2 separate regions of the Rattus norvegicus genome follow, and region 2 is linked to region 1. A link is a contact called in public Hi-C data. All regions are on one chromosome and are shown on one strand. Each heading gives the region's core, a stretch centred on a gene start, on an enhancer-like site or on the middle of the called end of the contact. The rest is flanking DNA. Distances are from core to core; before and after follow the strand shown.

Region 1 (4,129 bases), core at 669-3,168:
TTATCACCTCAGAGACAGGCGGGGATATTGTATCCATAAAACCAGAGCAGAAGCTGCAGAGAGGAAACAGCAGAGAAGGGTGAGTGAAGGAAGGTACCACTGTCAAAATTAAAACACTGAGGGAAAGATGGGAAATGCATGCAACACAATTCTCCAGTGTGTGGTGTGTGTGTGTGTGTGCATATATACATGCATTCCTGGGTGTATATGCCTCTCTCTCTCTCTCTCTCTCTCTCTCTCTCTCTCTCTCTCTCTCTCTCTGTGTGTGTGTGTGTGTGTGTGTGTGTGTAAAAGACAGACAGTCCGAGGAGACAGATGGACTTACATATCGAGTGAGAGATCCAAATGCGCTGAGCAGGAGTTTAGAGAGATTGAACAGCCACTGAGATTGGAAGGGCGGTGTCCTGACTCCTACCACTGTTGGGACAAACCTTTCTGAGATTGTAGGCTTGAAACAACTCGGCTGTGTTATGTTGCCTAGCTACAGAGATCAGAAGTCCCAAAATGAGGAGCTAGCAGGACTTCTATAGAAGGTGACTTCTCACCTTTCCCAACATCTAGGAGTCACTTTTGTTCCTTGGCTGGTGGCCTCTTCTCTGACTTCAAGGTGACGTTCAAATCTCCTGTGACCCCTGCTTCATTATCACATCACTTTCTCTTCCATCTACCTCGCTATTGCATCTCTTATCTATGACCACATTGTCTGTATCATGTCTGTCTGTCTGTTTTAGTTTAGGTTTCCTTGTTGTGAAGATACACCATGACCAAGGCAACTCTTATAAAAGAAAACATTTAATTTGGAGTTGTCTTACAGTTTACAGTAGTTTAGTCCATCATCATGGAGGGAAGCATGACAGCCTGCAGATAGACAGGATGATGGAGGAGCCCAGATTTCTCCATCTTAATCTGAAAGCAGCTGAAAGGGGACTGTAGTCCATACTGGGCAGAGTTGAGCATAGAAGACCTCAAAGACTGCCTCACAGTGACACACTTCCTTCAACAAGGCCATACCTACTCCAACAAGGCCACACCTTCTAATAGTGACACTCCCATGGACCAAGCACTCAGACACATGAATCTATGGGGATCATACCTATTCAAACCATCACACTATGTAGTATGTATGTATGTCTACCTACTTCTATCTATCTATCTATCTATCTATCTATCTATCTATCTATCTATCTATCATCTATCCCTCCATACTATCAGTTCTGTTCTTTTAGATAACTCTAACCAATACCAATGGCAAAAAAAGGGTCTTTGAAAAATTGAACCAAGAGCATGGAAGATGGTGACTGTCTATACACAGATATTCCTCATCCTTCTGTCACCCAGCTACCCACTTATTTATTCATTTTTCCCCATTGTTGCTTAACCTACCATGAAGCAATCAGATGAGAGAAAAGCAATGGGAAGTGCCAATAGTCTGTGTGTTCAGGTCACAAGACACTGTACTTGGGAACTTCAGTGCTCTAGAGGAAAACTGGCTCTCTAATAAGGCAGCAGGCAGGTGAGAAATCCAGCTTGCCAAAGCGAATAGACCACCATACTCTACATTTTCTTAGATATCTGAAATTAAACAATAAAACCAACTCCTCTGGAGCCCATGAGGAAGAGCAAAAAGACTTGACAGGTTCTTAGTGGTGTGATAACATCTTCTCCATCTTGCCCCATTCTATAGTACAGAGTGAAAAGCCATAAGCTGGGAGAAGAAACACATAGTGTCTTCTGTATGTGACACTGGTATAAAAGACCTAGCAAAAACCCTGCAGTAGCACTCACCTAAATAAAGGTGTTACAGAGCAGAAACTGTGTTACATTGTGGGGTGAAGACACCAGTGTGTTAAACCTCTCACTTAGCCCAAATCCTGGCCTAGTGAAGAGAACACCTCTATTAATGATCTATCAAAAGGAGAGATGACTCTCAGGGTAAAGGTGCTTGCTACCAAGACTGATGACTGGAGTTTGATCTCCACTTGGTATAAGGAGAGCTCTAACTACTGCAAGATTGTCTTCTAACCTTCATGAGTGCACTGTAGTGCATGTACACACACACACACACACACACACACACACACACACACACACACACACTAATTAATTTAGATATTAATTAAGTAAAATATAAAATATTCCACTTTCCAGAATGAAAATTATTTACTTTATCTGATTTTTGAAGAAAAAAATGCTACTTTTTTTTAACATGTAAAAAGTCACTAACATGTTAAACCTTTAAAGGAAAAGTGGCAATATTCAAGATTAGATGAGTTATTTCAGCAGAGAGGTGGAAACTGCAGAATCAAGTGGAAATATGAGGAATGAAGACCACCATCACCACCACAGAGATGGGGGTGTTCTCAGTGGCCAAGGTGGACTTGAAGACAATCTCACAGAAACACTAGAAGAAAAGCAAGCAATACCACAGTAGTGAAAACAAAAGACCAACAACCCAAGGGTCTGGTAAGAGTACAGCTCACACCTTGGCTGCTCTTCTTATGCTGAGACCAAATACCTGACACAAAGCCACTTAAGGAAGGAAAATTTTATTGTAGTTATGGCTCAGAGGAAGGCACCAGAGAGGAAGCAGCTTGGTCTGTAGTGTCAAGGAGAAAGCTGAGAAAGGGTGATGCTTATGCCTGGCTGGCTTACTTATTTCTCTCCTTTAATTCAATTCAAGACCCAATTCTATGGAATGGTGGTGCCCATATTCAGGGTGAGTCTTTCTTCCTCAGTTAAATCTCTCTGGAAACCTTTCATGAATATGCCCCAAGATATGTCCTCTAGGTTATTCTAAATACTACTACATTTGTAAGGCTAATCATCATAAGTGTACCCCTTGTCACTCTGACACCCAAGGCGATGGCAATAAGAAGGCCATAGTTCTTCCCACTATGACATAGCCATCCCACTCCCAAAGTCCTCAGAATCTTAGACCTCCGATATTGTTTAAAAGTCCAATTTGAAGTCTCTTCTGAGATTCAAGAAGAACTCTTGAACTCTTACCTCTGAGACCCCTATAAAGCCAGAAAAACAGACCCAATCCTACTTGCTGCTAAGGGTTCTGCAGCCACCACGTGTGGCATTGACCCAGATAGGTTATCTGCAGTCTCCTTCCCTTCCCCATCCATTTGGGTTGTCCTACTCCTCAGGATACTTTCCATGAACACGCACCTCCTCTCATCCCACCCCATTTCCAGTTGTCAGTCCAATCCCAGTCAGGTACTCTCCAGTCATCACATATGACCCAGAATTTCAGAGTTCTTCTAGGTGCTTGACTGGGACCCTCCAATGGTCCTATCTGTCCTTCAGACATAGGGCCAGTTCACACTGCCAGGGGAACTTGTGCCAGTCTCTTTGAGCAAACTGCTAAAGGCAGCGGCAGACTGTAGCAGAGCCATAGAAAAGCTGGATAGAGGCTGTGTCCCCAGATACCAGACAGACAGTTATATAATACCTGATCCCAACCCAGCTATAAAGTAGCGCTACCCTGAGCATTATAAACACCCCTGGTTAAAGAAGAAAGGCGAATTGAGCAAGCAAGCAAGAAAGAAACCAACAAACTCTAGATGTGCAAATCTGAACACACAAGAAGAACCAAAACACAATAGTATGTCACCTCCGAATGGTACACACCCCACAGGAGTGACCCCTAATGACAATATGGAAGAACATCCAGACCTGGTCAAATGACCCAGACACGACAAAGACAAAGAGATGAGTGAAGTAAGGAGATCAGTTCGAGACATGAAAATGAAATTTGATTTTTAAAGAAATCTCAAACTGAAATGATTCAGGAAATGAAAAACCCAATAAATCAGTTAACCCACAGTGAAAAGCACCCCCCCAAGAATCATATTGAAAATGGAAGACAAGGAATTCAACCACCCAGTAATCGTCAATGAAAAAATATTTTTTAAAGGAACAGACTTTGAGGACATTAAGAAAAGAGTTAACCTTTGAATTATGGGCATAGAAGAACAATAGTGAAGACATAGAGAATATCTTCAGTAAAATCATAAAAGACAATTTCCCAAGTGAGAGAAGGAGATGTCTATTAATATTCAAGAAGCCAACAGAACACTGGTGATAAATAACTCAATCTTGTGTGCACAGTAAAGCTTAAGAC
Region 2 (4,129 bases), core at 884-3,383, 460 kb before region 1:
GCACTGGGATACCAAGTGTGCACCACGATGCCTCGCTTTCTTCATGGGCTCTGGGGATCAAAATCAAGTTGTTAGGCTTGCATGGCAGACACTTTACTGACTAAAGTATTTCCCTAGCCAAGCAGCCTATAATTGAGTCTCATGTGTGTGTGTATATGTGTGTTGCGGGGGAGGGGTGCTCACATGTATGACTGTGGGTATATATGTGCTCAGATGAGTGTGCATGGAGGCTTGAGGTTGACACTGGGTTTCTTCCTCAATGCCTTTCCAGCATATGTCTCTTCACTGAACCAAGAGCACACCGATTTAGGTATGCTTGTCTAGGTAGCCAGCCTGCTCTGGGAACCCCATCGTGACCTCCAGCATGTTAGCATCACAGGATGACTGCCACCCCTCTGGTCCCGAGTTCTGTAAGAAAGCAGGCTGAGCAAGCCATGAGAGCAGTCTAGTAAGCAGCACCCCTCCATGGCCTCTGCATCAGTTTCTGTCTCCAGATCCTGCCTTGGGTTCCTGCTCAGTGGGTACATGGTTGCCACCAAGCCTAACAACCTGAGTTAAATTGCCAGACTGCAAGTTGTCCTCTGGTAACTCCCCACCTGCAGTCTTTTTAAAACATCCAGAAAAGAAACAGTTTGGCTGTACAGTAAATGAGAAAGTGCACCTCTGAATGAGATTAGCGGAACCCTGAGTCATAAGAAACAATGCATGTGAGAGACAGAGAGACGGGTCTTCAGCAAATGCATATGTGGTCATGGGTGGGAATAAGACTGGAGGGAATGAAGCCTTGGGACAGTCTGGCAGGGACCAGGTCCTTCTTTGCATTGCAATACGAAGTTTATGTTCAGATGCAAACATAACAAATTGGGAGGTTAAAGTAGGGAGCAGCAACCCAGTGTGCACCTTAAAACTGCTTCAGTTGCTAGTACTCGGTTTCCTCAAGAACTGTCTGGTTACCACAGAATAATTTGCCCGGGAATGTCTTAGTTCCATATCTATTTGTTGTAAATGTGCACAGTGCTGTAGACTGACCCATCTCTATAGGCAACAGTTTAAGTGACTATAGCTCATTGGGTCCCTTTCTGTAACAGTAAGATGTTGATGAGTCTGGAAACTTCTCTTGCAGCTGGTGGAAGTTAAAGGCCCCAGTGATCGCCTGTCATGTAAGCAGATGATCTGGCTGGATGAACTACAAAAGCTGGGGGCAGACGTAGAAGTATGCCATGTGGTTGCAGTTGGTGCTAAGAGCAAAGGTCTTGGCTGAAAGATGTCACACTGGGGACATCTGGCCATCTACTGGGACAAGATCTTCAAGTGGATAAAAATGTCACACTGAGGACATCTGGCCATCCACTGGGATAAGACCTTCAGTCGGATAAAAATGTCACACAGGGGACATCTGGCCATCCACTGGGACAAGACTGTCAAGAGGATAAAGCTATTTGCACTGTGTCCACTTTGGCTTGCCCGACACCTGAGATGGGCGGGTGGACTGTTGAAAATGTAGAAGTCTGCATGGGAGCTGTAGGAGCTGACTGCCTCCATGTTGTTAAGCTTTTAAAAAAAAAGCCAGAGGGAAAATGAACATGGTGGACTTTAGTTGACACTTGAGCTTCTCTACTAAATGTACTGGCAGTGCAACCCTTGAACTGGGGTTCTCTCATGGTTATCCAAGAAGGGCAGAGCCCATAGGAAGTTTAATTTCCTTAGGGGGAAAAGTAAGAACAACCAAAACCAAATTCCTTATTTAAAGGGAGGAAGGATCCAGAGTACTTCAGGTGAGATATCACAATCCGTATCCAGCTTCGAGCTTTTGGATTATGTGTGATTAAAAACCTGTGCCAAGATGTTAGGGGAAAAAATGCCCTCCTGAGGTACTCTGACTTGGTCAAAAATGCCCTCCTGAGGTACTCTGACTTGGTCAAAAATGCCCTCCTGAGGTATTCTGACTTGGTCAAAGGTTGGTCTGGAGCCTCACTCTGCTCTCAGCTGACTGTGAGATGGTTTACCTCATAAAAAAAAAAAAAAAGTGAAATATCCCATTCTTGAAAGTGAAGTCCGCTCTGTACTGACCGCGCTTCCTACTGCTCACCTCGCTGAGCCCAGTCCCAGCGCTCACAGCGAGACCTGTGCTCTGCCGCGCATGTGCCAAGGAGCTGCCTATCAGGTTACTTCATGAGGCGACTGGCTCCCGAGTGCCAGGTCTAGAAGTTTAAAAGCCAGGGAGGTAATATGTGACCGTGGCTCCCATGGTCACTAGGAAGCTGTGGGGGAGGACAGGAATGTAGAAACTACAGTACAGTTACTAGAGGATGGAGAAGGGGGAGGCCTTCATTTAGAGAGTGAAAATGTTTCTGCTAGTCAAAGCACATTATGTAGCTGGGAGTGGGGGCTCACACCTGTAATCCCAGCATTTGAGAGGCTGAGGCAGGAGGATTACCTTGAGTTTAAGGTCAGACCAGGCTACAAAGTGAGACTGTCTCAAAAAAAGGAAAAGAAGCTCATTATGAGTGCTCTGGCCACTCTGCACTGTGGAACAAGCAGATGATAAACACACGGGTTGATGTGTTGGGGAGGCACAGGCACTGGTTCCCAGGCCTAGTGAAGCCTAAGACCCACACAGGAGGGAACAGACTCCGAAATTGACCTCTGAACTTCACCTTGTGTGCCACAGTATACACATACTCATCTACACACAATAAATAAAAACGTGTTTAAGACATTAACAACACTCAGTGGGCTTTGTTTAAATTTGTGTGATGTTTGGAGGTGGGCATTGCAATAATTCTATTGGCAGGTATGAAAGAAATAGCCACTCTGACTCCCAAAACTGATCTCGGCGGCAGTGGGGGTGAAACAAATTATTTCAAGTGAGGAAGGATCTGGAGTATTTCAGTTGAAGTGTCAGAAATAGTTTTCAACAGCAAATGTTTGTATGTATGTATATATATATTACACACACACACACTTTTTTTAAGTGATACCGGTTTTTCTGATCGCTTACATTAAAAAATAAAATGCAGCTGTCTCAGATTTTCATCTCCCCTCTGTGCAGAAAGGTCCTAAGAAGGAGGCCCTCACAGGCAGATGAGGAAGAGTCGGAAGCCACCTGGATCCAGTGTCTGCAGAAAGAACTTTAGGAGGGTTCAGGCAGCATGACAAAACCAGCTGTCTGTCCCTGCCTGCTGGCAGCTGGCTTTTGCTTGATTGACAGGGGCAGATTTGGAGTAGGGCTTTAGGTCACCCATGCTGGCCTCGAACTCCTCTACCTTCACTACCAAGTGCTGGGTCTCAGGATTCTGCCACACACCTGGCTAGCTTATCACGCACTCTCCACCATTTGAGTTTCCTCGTCAGTCGTCCAGTGTGCAGATCTGTGTCTCAGTTTTTAATCGTGTCATGTTTTCATGAACCCTTGTTTTTGAGTTCTTCCTATATTTTGGTTCTTAGTCCGCTACTGGATGTGAAGTTGGTAAGGCTCCTTTTCCCTCTCTCTAGGCTGCCGCTTTGGACGGCAGTGTCCTTTGCCGTGCGGAAGCTTCTCAGTTTCATGAGGTCCCATTTGTTATATTTATTGTTTGCTTGCTTATCTTGGTAAACCGATGAATTTTTATTGGGGTTACTAACAGAAGTGTGGGTGATAGAACAAAGATGACTCACAAAAGCAGCCGTACCCCCTGAAAGCCCACCTCCCACCCAGGCGACACTCCTGGGAGCTGGAACCCGACTCTGCACAGCCTGGGGTCAGGCGGCTCTGTACAGAGTCTCCTCTCTGCCAGCAGCCGTTTACCCCATCTTAAAGTACTGCAGACAGGATTTTGAGAAGCTTGTGAGCACTTTCCCAGTCGTGTGGCATTCTGTCCATTTCCTGAGTCCCCTGAACCTCCTAAGGCCCCCAGAAATGATTTGATTCTCATATACTGCTACACCACACTCCATACTGCTCACCCATCTGTCTCTCATCAGCTTCCTTCATTGAAGGTCTAGCGATGAATGGTGACTCACCCAGCCACTTTGCCTATTCAGAGAGCCGAGCTCAACACAAGTTATTATTATTATTAAGGCACCCGTCTATTCATCTTACGATGATACATTCAATATTTTCTCTGGCTTATCATGCACCGATGTTAAA

Evidence for each region. Hi-C and Micro-C count contacts between places; a contact is called where the count stands out from the background.
Region 2: a contact with region 1 is called in a Hi-C map of kidney, with 5 times the contacts expected there. The contact joins two enhancer-like sites. A contact is called at or near these places in 2 of 12 Hi-C or Micro-C datasets (the A7r5 cell line and kidney).

The regions. Positions count from the first base shown.
Region 1 is chr1:126,871,905-126,876,033 of GRCr8, reverse strand. No RefSeq gene overlaps it. Among named protein-coding and RNA genes, the nearest start is that of Klf13, 74 kb to the left of the region's middle. Within about 2 kb of position 1,918, at least 3 of the 93 cell types and tissues checked have an H3K27ac peak or open chromatin away from gene starts, as enhancers often do. A contact at or near this core is called in kidney, where this site is marked.
Region 2 is chr1:127,327,480-127,331,608 of GRCr8, reverse strand. Fan1 (FANCD2 and FANCI associated nuclease 1) reads left to right here. Exons shown (of 13, transcript NM_001191633.1): 13 at 1,124-1,593. The coding sequence ends at 1,261. Among named protein-coding and RNA genes, the nearest start is that of Fan1, 27 kb to the left of the region's middle. Within about 2 kb of position 2,133, at least 1 of the 93 cell types and tissues checked has an H3K27ac peak or open chromatin away from gene starts, as enhancers often do. A contact at or near this core is called in kidney, where this site is marked.